2 separate regions of the Hordeum vulgare genome follow, and region 2 is linked to region 1. The links are chromatin contacts, called in public Hi-C maps. All regions are on one chromosome and are shown on one strand. Each heading gives the region's core, a stretch centred on a gene start, on an enhancer-like site or on the middle of the called end of the contact. The rest is flanking DNA. Distances are from core to core; before and after follow the strand shown.

The links. A called contact is a pair of places that touch in the nucleus more often than the background predicts.
Region 2: a contact with region 1 is called in a Hi-C map of seedling, with 4 times the contacts expected there. The contact joins the promoter of LOC123444545 here to the promoter of LOC123444542 in region 1. A contact is called at or near these places in 2 of 6 Hi-C or Micro-C datasets (leaf and seedling).

What each region holds. Positions count from the first base shown.
Region 1 is chr3H:506,817,995-506,824,410 of MorexV3_pseudomolecules_assembly, forward strand. It overlaps LOC123444542 (probable myosin-binding protein 6), which reads right to left and starts at 3,755. Exons shown (of 6, transcript XM_045121299.1): 1 at 3,457-3,755; 2 at 1,620-2,677; 3 at 1,376-1,543; 4 at 1,136-1,273; 5 at 883-1,047; 6 at 1-809. The coding sequence starts at 2,598.
Region 2 is chr3H:507,235,681-507,242,096 of MorexV3_pseudomolecules_assembly, forward strand. LOC123444545 (alpha-mannosidase I MNS4) reads right to left here and starts at 3,238. Exons shown (of 17, transcript XM_045121304.1): 1 at 3,033-3,238; 2 at 1,648-1,767; 3 at 1,461-1,553; 4 at 825-911. The coding sequence starts at 3,179.

The DNA.
Region 1 (6,416 bases), core at 2,505-5,004:
TTGTTCTTCAAAGGGGAGCTGATCGTCTTGTTTCTCTGTTGGCCCTCCACCTCCAGATTGTGTCCTGCACTTTTCAAGCTCGGCTTCCAATTCCTGTATTTGATCTTCTCTCTGAGCAAGCAGCTCGTTAGCTTCAGCAAGCGCTTCGCCATCGTACTCTGCTTGCTCCTCCATCATCCTCTGGTAATGAGAGGCTTCCATCTGCATTGCAGCCTTCTCATCCTGCAGCCTGGTGATCATAGCCAGTGCTTGATTTGCAGCAATCGCCGCAGCATTCCTCTCTTCTTCCAGCTCTCTGCAGAGAAGGTGTATCGACTTCCGGTCTAGATCAATCTGTCGTCTCATTCGGTCGATGGTGCTCTCACCTTCCATCTCGCTAACAACGCTTCCGTCCAGCGATTCCAGGCCAGAAACATTTCTCTCGAGCGAGATTCTTCTTGTTATGTTCTGCACTATCAAATCATCACCACGCCCGTACGCGCGTGGACTAGGGCCTGGGTCAAGCCAAGTTGCCTCGAGCCCCCTGGAAGCTGAGAGCTGTGATAGCAGTAGCCTCAATTCTCCATTTACACTAGCCGAAGAGCCCTTTCCAAGAATCACATCGGTCAAGGTCGGGGATGGGAAACCACTCCTCATACCAATGGCAAGATTGTAGGCTTCGTTCATGCTAATCTGTGTGCTAAGAGATGGTGGTCTCCTTTCACCAACCATTTCAATTGTTTGGGGATGTTCCTCAATGGCATCAAGACCCTGAGATACCTCACCATTTGATCTGACAGCAACTGGTGGAATATGAGCCTCTTTCACATCTAATAAAAAAATGTTAAATGTAAGGACCACATTTAAAATACTGTGCTGGATGGAAGGTACAAACTAACAAACCTTTTGCTACCAAATCTTTGGAAGTTGAACTGGAAGGATCATGTGCTGTCAGTCCATCTATTCCCGTATCACCAGTCCATTCAGCCTTTTTAGGATTATCTTCAACTTCAGCAAGAGTTTCTGAATCGGCACTAACCTGTGAAACGGGGATATCCCCGAAATTATCTGAAAGAGAGTAGAAACGAATCCCGAGGTTCAGTTAAGATAGTTATGTGAATGCTAGAGCGGAGAAAGAGAGACAAAACAAAGAAACCTTTCGGATATGTATCTTCTGAAGCAACAACGTGGTAGTCCTTGGGTACTGGTTCACTTGTAACTGGATCATTAGCCAATGTGTTTCTCTGGTGAAACGCGCCACATGATATAGCAGCGATTTCTGCCTCCTGAGCTTCTTCTGGGTCATATTAACAATTATTGGTTGTGTCATGATGGTTTGATGATAAGAAACAAAATGTCATTCATTTGGTTATGAGTTATTATCAGGACACCATACCTTTTATATTTTTGTCCACTGCAACGGCATAGTGTTGTTCGAGTATTGTGAATTGAGATGTATATGGTTCGATGATGCTGTCACTCGTCCTCTGACATGATTCAGTTTCACCAAGAATCTTAGGTAACTCATCAACTGATGCAACTGGAATTTGGGGAACAGTGGCATCTGCACAATTATCCATGCATTTATAGGGTATGCCAAAATAAGGGGAGTTATCCAAGTTCGGGAAATTGAATCTTACCTTCTAAAGATAACTCTTCAATGGCAATTAGAGGGTCATGCTGTGATGCTCGTGTTCTGGACGAGATGTCCTGTGCTTCCATTTGACTCCCACTAATCACACTGCCAGGATCATAATTCGGAACAGGATCTGCCGAAGATGCATTACCGGAGTCAGTCACTTTTTGTTCTTCCTGAACATTCATTTCCGATGGCTTGACCACCTCAGGGGGTGGAAGAACTGGTATCTCAAAAACTGCATCTTCCTGAAAGTCTCTCTTTTCCATATCAAAGGCTTCATGAGGGTGAGAATCTCTGCCATCATCAGCACAAGGAACCTCAACCTCGGAGTCAGATGTCATCTGTAGAGCACTGTATCTGTCATGAGATGTATGATCACTCTGATGGTAAATGTCTTTGGTTTTCAATGGTTCGTCCAGTCGCCATGATACAGAATAATCTGTGCAAATCTTTGGTGAGTTAGGAGGTTTGAGCTCTCCACTCTTTTGAGAAAACAGCGATACACTCCGCTGTTCAAAATGTTGTGCACAACATGAACAAATTCTAGTAAGAGGAGAATGTAGCACACCATCACCCCCCTGAGTACTATCGAGTATGTCGGCATCCACCGCAGGCTCATCTGTGTTATCATTCTTGTTTGGTGTCACTCTTGGAGCAAGTGAGCTACTGCTGCATCCATCACACATACTTTCCGCGCCTGCAAGTTTCTGGTGGAGGCGGCAGAAGGCCAAGGATGAGATCTCTGACTTGTGAGTTTTGCAGATCAATTCCCTGTAGAAGCACGGCTCCTCGTTCCCGAGGACATGATCTAGCCTCGAGCAGAACGGACAAGGTACCGGTAGTTTGCAGAGACGGGCAAATCGGGTGATGAGGAAGGAGTAAACTGCATCGATGAACAGCAGAAGCATCAAGATCCACTCGAGCAATGCGGAGGACAGTGTGACTGGCAGTCGACGCAGGACTGTCATCCTTGTTCCCATTGTCTGACAGAATTACTTGAATCTTCGCTTCAACGCGCTGTTTAGATGGTCAGAGGTGGTTGGTGTTGAAGCAGGATCTCTACAAGAAGTCAAATCAAAGTTAATAACCAGCAAAGTTTGAGTTTTACTTGTGTGTTACGGTTAATCCGGTTCGTGATACAATTAACAAGACTTCATTGAAGCTGTAGCCTGTAGCCTAGAGACATCAGAATTCGGTACGATTAAAACCTTGGCCTTATCATTGAGAAGATGAAGGAGGAAATAATGATGGCAGTGTGCAGTGTCATCGCAGCGATATGGGTGGGTTTGGTGAAGCATAAAGCCAGTCTTAGCTGGAGCGGGAGACCGAATGCCAGGTTGGAAAAGCAATTGATAGCAGCAAGTGTCGGGCAGCAACTTACTAGGCAACCACAGTGGCTAATTGGCAATAGCAGATACACTAGACCAAGAACAAATTATGCAGGACAAGTGATCCCTGTAGTAAGCTGGAACTTGTTGAGAGCTAAGCAACTGAACTCGGCCAACAACACAACATATTCCGGCCACGAAAACCACTTGGCATAATGGGATTCGATTCTAACAGTGATACCCACTTTCCCTCAAAGCTGCGGGTGAAATGCTATCGTCTCAACTCCCAAATCCCCCATAGTCAAATCACTAGTAGGAATCTAGGGTGTGTACAGAATCAAGCAAATGAGCCACGAGCTTAAAACTAAGAATAGAAGGAACAACATGGTAAGCATAATTGCTTCCTTGCAGGTTGAACTTGAAAGACACTGTGCCAAGAAGCAAAGTAAGCTGAAATCACGGGTCAGCCACAGAACAAGATCACAGGAGGAGCGGAGTTAGGATTAGGACCTCGCCTTTGGATCCAAGCCGAGAATCAGCACGCCGCGAGAGATCCCGATCTGCGACGATATATGGCCGGAGCAGGCGCCAAAAAGGAAGGGGGTGGCTAAGCGGAGCAGCGTCAGGAGGAGGAGGAAAATGATGAGGCGGAAAGGTGGCAGGGAAATATATTCTCCCCACCGCCGAAACGAGCCAAAACCGAAAGCGGGGGCAAGTGGGCGGTGGCCGGTGGCGAGGCCACGACGGAGCGGCGTGCCGAAACGGAGAAAGCCGGCCTCAGCGGGCCGGACAGCGACGCGGGGCGGTCAGAGTCAGACGAGGGCCGAAAGGCCTGCGGTGGTTGAGCTCTTCCGTCCCTCGGTTTTAGTTGGTCTAGTGGTCACTGCTGCTGAGTAGATTAGCGCTAACGGGGGTTGTTTAGGCTGCCCCGTGGAAAATGACGTCTCGATGTGAACGGAGGAATCATATCAATAATGGACTGGAGTGGATGATGGCGGTACTGATTGGGAGCCTGACTGTCCACGCCATGATCTTCAAAGCTAGAGTCTAGAGAAGAATAACTTATATCTTCCTTGATGAACCCACTTTCAATACATTGGTGCTAAGATGAGGGGCTAAACACGTCAAATAGAGTCTAGAGAAGAGTAACTTATATCTTCCTTGATGAACCCACTTCCAATACATTGGTGCTAAGATGAGGTGCTAAACACGTCAAATAGAGTCTAGAGAAGAGTAACTTATATCTTCCTTGATGAACCCACTTTCAATACATTGGTGCTAAGATGAGGGGCTAAACACGTCAAATAGAGTCTAGAGAAGAGTAACTTATATCTTCCTTGATGAACCCACTTCCAATACATTGGTGCTAAGATGAGGTGCTAAACACGTCAAATAGTTTAACAACTAAAGTCTCTGATGCATAGTTGCTTAGCTTATTGTAGCTAAGGGGGGTGTTTGTTTCTCAAGGGACTAGACTTTTTCTAGTCCCACGGACTAAAGAAAAAAGTACCTTCAGTAGAGTCTTTTTTTAGTCCCTTAAAAAAAGTCCCTCCCGTTTGGTTACACACGGACTAAACAGGACTTTTTTTAGTCTAGTCCCAGTGAAACAAACAGGGCCTTTGCATCCTTATTTAATACTTTTACAACTAAAGTTATGTATGCATTGGTGTATTTCTTTCATTTAGTTTTTTTACCTAGGTTCACACGCTTAGCATTGTTTTTTTTGGGTCACCATACTCATCTCTCTCCTATTAATTAGTTTGTCATATTAGATTTTTTACCTATGTTGCCTCACTTGTCATGGATGGGCTCCTTCCACTTGGAATTTGTGGTGCCTAGGATGCGCTCCCTGGAGTTGCATATGGGATGCTTCCCCATAGGACATCCGTAGTGGGTTTCCTTCTCTTGGCCGATGAGATCTGACTTTGCAGCTAAGGATCCCAAGCCACCGCCATAGAATGTTTCCTTAAAAAATGACAAAAGGGGCTCGATGGCATACAAGGATCGCAAATCCTTGACTGTGAGGTAGAGGAGATCAGCGGCGGGGCCTATGAAGAGACTGACGATGGTCGAACTAGAGGCATTGCCGGTGGAACACTTAACCCGTGACATGTCCTTAATGAAGATGTCAATGTTGATGAGCTTGATGTCATTGCCAGCTCTCCTGAGATACAGGAATACACGAGCCTGCAAACTTGAAGCCTTCGACATTACAATGTAGTCAATTCCCTCACCAGCTTTAACGACGAGGTATTCCTCCGGGATCGATGGGTTGGAACAAACGATGCCACCTCGCGCCTTTGCTCGTATGCTCCTCGTTCTCCCCGGGATATGTTGTCGGGCTTAGGCCGCGACTCTCTAGGGTACATGATGGGGATCAGGGGGAAAGGGACACCGCACGCCTCGTCGAAAAACTTAGGGCAGCGAGGGTGTATGTGGATCGGTGGGTAACCTGAACTTGTGTAACTAGGAGGCACATGCATACTGGCTAAGGTTGGTGGTGGAGGGCGGCAGCAGGGGCGAGCTAGGGTTCAAGTGGGGGAGAAGGGAGAGGGGTGTGGACTGTGGCGGGGGTGGTGTTTTGCGGATATGTTGCGGCTACTAAAACATTTAGTAATGGTGGGTGGATATGATGGTGGACAAGAGATGGCGACGGTTCAAATGCCTCGGCAACTGAAATTTTACTATAGGGTCGGTGGTAGACGAGGGAGGGGTGGCGGTTGAGAATACCGCAACCATTAAAATTTGAGTAAAGGAACTGAAGCGGGGTGAGAGCAGCCAAGATCACGCACGGTCCAAACATAATAAAGTTTGTACGCGAGCTGTGACGAAATGCTGTGAAACCACAAGTTTTTGCATCGCACAAGGTGAGTAGCTTTTTCTGAGATTTGTCAACGTGGGTTGATCACACATCGTCATTTCTAACGCAGACGTGAAATTCATGCTAATTTTTCACATGGCCCACAAACATTGACATAAACATTTGGCTAATTTCCACCACAAAATATCTTATTTTGCAGCGGATAAGTTGACATTAGTTCATACGCTCACTAATTTACAAATTGTTCGCTAATTTACATGTAGATGAATTGTACAAAATATTCACTACGCCATGGATGCATACAAACTCAGCGCCACCACTATCGTCGTGGCCTTCCTCGGCTCAAAAGGAGTTTTCACAGGAGCTCGTCAAGTCGATAAACTCCATTGGTTCCATGGCGGCGACCGGTGGGGCTACCTCGTCCAGAGTGACCGCGTGTCCTCTTGCTATGTCTAACACCATCGACGAAGCTACCTTCGCCATGACGACATTCCCTTGGGTAGCCACCATCATCGACGAAGCTGGCGTGGCATCTGCGTGGGCCATTTGGACACAGACGGTCGTCGCTCTCGCAAGGGCTACATTCACGGTCGTCGTGGCCGCCGAGATGACTGCTACGGCTAGATCTATTGCCACAGATGTAAGGCCT
Region 2 (6,416 bases), core at 1,988-4,487, 420 kb after region 1:
CTTGAAGACATGCATGTGATGACAAAAAAAAGTTGTATGTATATTTTCTCCACGAGGCATGTTCCACACGCTGTCATGCTTCTTTGTGCTCCACCACGTAGAAATATGTATCCACTTATGGTCATACTTTTGTAGTTCGGACAGAGGAAGTTAAAGTGGAAGCATTATCTAACCTTGTTACATTTTTACTGGTTCTATGTCGTATTGACTCTGCACACTGGATAATTGAACAGATAAGGTGAACAGAGTTTACTATGATGAGGCGTTCTTTGGTCACTTTCTCCTCCTTTCACAGTGAATTATTTTTCTTTTTAATGAAAACATTTCCTTTATTACATGTGGGTGATTTTAGTGAAACGTGTCAAACTAAACAAAAATCTGACACATGGCCACACCTACTGCTTAATGCATCACATTCAGCCATTGTAATATTATAAAATAATATCAACCAAAAACAGAAGTGCTGGAATTAGGATACAAATGGTCTGGAGGGACTAATATCAAAATATTCCGCATGGTTATTCCAAGTAATAAGTTACACTGTTACAGTGTGGTGTCAATAGTAGGCATACATATTATCAATATGGTCTTGCAAATTTCAGTTCAAAAAATGGTCTTACATTAGTACCTTTGTTTTGCACCACGGCTGCTGCTGCAGTCAGATTTTTTATGCTGTACTTAAGTACATATTATAGATTTATAGTTTATATTTATCAGCGTATACTTTTCATGTCATACTAAAAGTGATGTTATCAGGAAAATAGGAAATAGGTAAAAACATATAACAGTCATAGCACAGATGAGATAGGATTGAGCAGACATACAGTGGCATAGTCACTGGCAATCAAGTGAGCTGATAACAGACCGCCAAGGATACGTATATTGGTCTCGAAAACTGAGACAGTTTTGTTCTGCATGCACAAAGGAAACATGATTACTCAAATGGCATGAATTCTAAACAACAATCAACGGCTAATGAACAGACACATAAATGCTGTAAGGAAGAAACATTCTGATTTGTACACGCTAAATTGAGACGAGAAAACAAGTACACTGAGTAGAAGTAGAACAATCAAATATAACGAATTAACGGGGCACCAACATAATAGATATGGTATGTTTTTCATAATCAAACTGCAATGCCCCCAAAAAGGGCATGCTACTTCACAGCACACTGATATGTTTAACATAATAAGATGCAAGGCCCCAAAAAGGGTATTGCTACTTCATGTCATCATTTGCGAAGTAGATCAACAAATTCATTGAGATACTAATTTAATCAGCAAGCAGTTGATCATTTTGCTGCCCAGCAGAAATTAAGATATGAGAGTTCATTTTCTTTGCTATTTATTGGACGCATATTCTTAACTCAGAAACTAACATGTAAAGAATAAACTGCATTTAGTTACATCTGTAATTAGTGAAACCAGATTCACTAAATGTCACTCATGTTTACTTACGATATCAAAGCGGACGTTCTTACCAACCCACTCCACACCAGCAGCAAATCTCTCCTTATCACCTAGTAAAGCCAGAGTATCCAAAGAGTCGATCTGTTCAACAATGTTTGTTCGTGATTGATGACAATCCACTTAAGTAACAGGTGTTAGGAAAAACACATGAGGAACCAGTTTGTTAGTTTCTTACAAGAGTAAGTGCATAACCACCAAGGGAGTCTTCCCCTTGACAACTCAACGGTCGCAGTTCATCAAGTGGAAAAGCATGTTGCATGTACCCATCAAATGCATGATAAAACATATCTTTCACCTGCATAAAAACATATACTTCTGTCTGTTAGCATTTCAACAAATTTTAGGTCAAGACAGGGCAGTAAAAACTATTCTAGCTTGTTCTTATGCCATTTAGAGACTCTCGAGTTATTGCCACTATTGCCTTCCAAGGTAAGAAAGTATTACAAGCATGATTGGTTAACAAGTTAATATGTGATGTTATCTTGGTTGAGTACAGAGGAAGACACAAAGGATTCCTCTTGGATAAATCAGATAATTGAACTGGCCTAAGCTGCACCTGGTAAAAAACGAGCTATAATTTGATTATAACCTCATATCCTAACATCAAGAACATCACCAGAATGTGCCTCGCACAAGGCACAAAATATTCAGAACCTTACCCAGAAATGCTTCGTTACAAGATAAATTTAAAAAGGTTCAGAAAAAAAAAGTGAAGTCTTTTTCTCAAAACAGGGCAACCTCAAAAGCACCACAAAGTTGAGGCAACTTGAGGCCCGAAAATGATCTCGTCCAATAAAAATCCAACGGGTATGCTCATAAAAATGCCTTCGTAACTGGGGTATAGGGTGGAGGGACGATTGCTTCAAGTCCCAACTGGTACCACTATTTTTATTTTATTTTTGCGAGATAATTGGTACCACTGTTAACACGATCTTACAACTAATAACATGTGCCGGTGCGTTTCGGGAATGCCAAATCTAAAACTGAGCTGTGGCTGTAGTTGTTTTTTCACTCAAGTAAGCTTGAGTAGTACACATGCTCACAAGCACAATCGAACAATGATCCGGAGGGGGGGATATGAAACTTTCACCAAAGGTGTCAGCAATATTCATGAATCGAAGAAATGTGCCCTGACAGGAACACTAACAGTGCCTTTTGGCATCTCACATCAGGCATGAAAAGACCAAAAGTGGTGGTCGTATGATACAGCTCACAAATGTGGCCCCAAGTAGTGAACTCTTGGAAGTCAGTTCCTACATTCTCCTGGGATAAACAGTGGGTAAGACTGAAGCCAGGAATCTAACATTTTTTTCCAGGAATAAACCGCGGGTTCGGCAAAAGCCATGAATCTAAAAATTTAACTAGCCAAACCAAGCAAGCTGATCAGTCCGGGGAGCCTAGCTCCAGATTGCAAAACCAGCTTGCAACCGAACTGAAGCAAACGATACCATTCGGGAAAGCCGAACTGTAATGGAACCATGGAACTAGGCAACTAGCTACTAAGCTACGACAGGCTGCGGCTAGGAGTGGCGGATCTGAGGCAGGGACGGGGCGGGCTACCTCGTCGCGTAGCCGGAGCGCCTCGGTAGGCGTGACGCCGTCTGCGACGGCGGCGCCGGGGAGCAGGGCGACCGCGAGGAGGGCGGCGGAGAGGCAGAGGAGGGGGGAGCCCCGGCCTTGGCTCCGCAGCCGCATCGGCTGCATCATGTTCGGGTTTGGGGACGGGCCCGAGAGACGAGGGGGAGCCCGGGAGGAGGGAGATAGGACTGCCAGGACAGGACACTCCGTCTCCAGGATACAAACACGACTCGAGGAGACGTGTTCTGAAAAAAAAAACATACTAATAAATACAACTACTCTAAATATAAGTATTTTAAAAGATTTCATTTTAATATGAACTACTCCCTCCGTCCCAAAATAATTGTCTCAAATTTAATATAACTCCGTAGTAGAGCTAGTACAAAGTTGAGACACTTATTTTAAGACAGAACGAGTATATATGAAGCAAGATGAATAAATTTATACTCTAAATTAAATCTAGATACATTTATATGTAATCTTTAGAAAAATCTCTAGAAAAAACTTATATTTATGAATGGAGTGAGTAGTAAGTGCGAGGGTGCAATGTATGTGATATTTGACATAATATTAATTACATATTGATAGAGTTACAGGTATTTTCGAACAGAGAAAGTACTGGATAAAATATTAATTGTAATTAGATGTGATCAGTGTTGGCTTGAAAGGCCCACATTGGTGTACTATATGGGTGTGTTTCGTTATGACCGTCGCCCTAAGCAATGAAGGACCTACATACTCTCGTGTTGCTGGTAAGTTAGGAAGTGTGAAACACCGCAATGCTTATGTTGGAGAATGCATCCCCGCGATTTCAACCAAATCTAAAGAGTAGGAGATAAGAATAAACCCACCTTTGATAAGAGAAGGATCAACAAATTTAGGGACACACTCGCTGAAGGCAAGCTCAAGGAGATACACTTGCACAACCGCCGCTTCATCTCGAGTAATGAGCGTCAGGACCCAATCTTGAGCAAGCTTGACTCCTTTTCATGTAACTCCGACTCAGACATCACCTTTGACAATCACATCCTCCATGCCCTTTCGTCTTCCCTTTCGGATCACTGTCTGCTTCTGTTGTCGCAAGATGTTGGTCCTAAGCGCCCTCGCAGCTTCCGTTTTGAAAATTTATGGCTTTCTATGCCCGAGTCGGCGCAGCTTCCGTTTTGAAAATTTATGGCTTTCTATGCCCGAGTTCCACCAAATTTTCCAACAAGCTTCGGATGTCCCTACTGAACACCTTGAGACTTGCCATGTCTTATTCCACAAGCTTCGCAAAAGAGCCTTCATGCTCAAATGTTGGAGCAAGAGGTTATTCTCCTCAGCCAAGATCCATCTTCACATGGCACTGCATATCATCCTTCACCTTGACACCCCTCAAGATAACAAACCTCTCTCGCCATAAGAGTCCAACTTGCGATCTAGACTGAAGAGGCGAGTTATCGGGTTGGCCCCCTGGTTCGAGTTAGAAAAAAGCAATGCGTCTGGGTGAAAATTTTGAATGAGGGCGACGCCAACACCAAGTTCTTCCACCTTCGAGTCAATGCGAGAAGAATAAAAAACTTCATCCACCGGCTAAAGGTTGGCCATGGTTGGGTTACCTCACACGAAGGAAAAATGAAGGCGACAGAAGACCATTTCAAGAAGATCTTTCACAAAGCACAAAAAGGACAAAGTATTTCAACTGGTATGCACTAGACCTCGAGGGTGTGGATCTTTCCATCCTCGGCAATACTCTGAATGAGAACGAGGTTCTTGCTGCCATCTCTCAGTTACCTGTGGACAAGGCCCCCGGGCCCAACGGATTCACTGGTGCCTTTTTCAAGTCATCGTGCTGGGATATTATCAAAGTGGATGTGATGAAGGCAATCCAATCCTTTTTCAAATTTGCAGGCGTCCAACCTGCACCGGCTCAACTCGGCGAATATAGTGTATTCGTGTTGCTTCCTAAGAAGGACGGTGCAGAAGATATAGCGGATTTTCGCCCTATCAGCTTGATCCACACCTTTGCAAAAACTAGCACAATGCACGTGCATTGCTACGAAACTATAAAATACGAGGAGTTAGGTTACTGGCTTAGGAAATTGTCAAAATACGGTGGCGCCATGCGGAATTTGTTCGCGGCCCACTATTAAAAAGAACAAAAATACCACAAAAGATCACGCGACAGGCATTGGAGAATCTGAAGTGACTATCGGTGTCAAAACCGGCAGATATCGAGTAGGGGGTCCCGAACTGTGGACCTTAGATCGATGGGTTGTAGGAAGAAAGGGGAGACAACAATTTACCCAGGTCCAGGCCCTCCTATGGAGGTAATACCCTACGTCATGCTTGATTGTATTGATGAAGATGATTACAGAGTAGATCTACCTTGAGGTCGTATATGCTAAACCCTAGATGATTCAGCCTCCCCTACACGGATAGGGGTCTCTAGTTTATATAGACACCAGGGATCCTAGGGTTTACAAGTTACCAACCATAATCGGGGGTGGGTGAGCCGACCTAGTCTTTGAAGTACACGTCAATCTTCGGAACATCCCTTCCAGAGTAGAGGTCATCATACGACTCGATCTTCAATAGCACGGCCCAACTCGATCTTCAATAGCATGGCCCAATGGGCCAACCCGGCATAGACTAGCGAGCCGCTCGAGGACCCCAGAATCCCGGACTCCCTCAGTAGCCCCCGAACTAGACTTCAACGCTAGTGTGTTCAGTCTTCGGCTGCCCCACATATCGATAGTAATCGGCTTGCAAGGTGAGTTCCCCTCATGCTCAGCTAACTCTGATTCGACTGCTCCAGTAACCTGCTGATACGTCCCAAACGTATCTATATTTTTTGCTTGTTCCATAATCTTTTGGGTGACATTGTTATATGTTTTGCTACACTTTTATACCATTTTACACATATTTGGACTAACCTACTAACTCAGTTCATCCAATGCCAGTTTCTGTCTGCTGATGTCTATTTTGCAGGGGATTTTACCCAATTTTCCGAAGCCCAAAAAATTCCAGCAAAAAAATATATAAAAAAATCAGCGAAACAGAAGCTTCTGGATCACCGAAGATGGGCCAGAGGGGGCCAGGGGCCTCCCAGGCGACCTGCTAACGCGGCCAGACCCTAGGCCGCGCCAGGAGGTCGCCTGGGTGGGTCCCACCTCCTCCGGTGCCCTCCTTTGGCCTATATTTAGAGTCCCGAGAAGAAACCCTTCGACGACTTCCAGAATCGCGACGTTCTCCATCGTTCCGCCGCCGCAGCGCTTCCGAGATCGGGAGCGTCAGGAGACCTCTTCCCGACACCCTGTCGGAGGGAGGATTGACCTCCGGGAGCTTCTCCACCGCCATGGACGCTTCCTGGACGTGTCGTGAGTA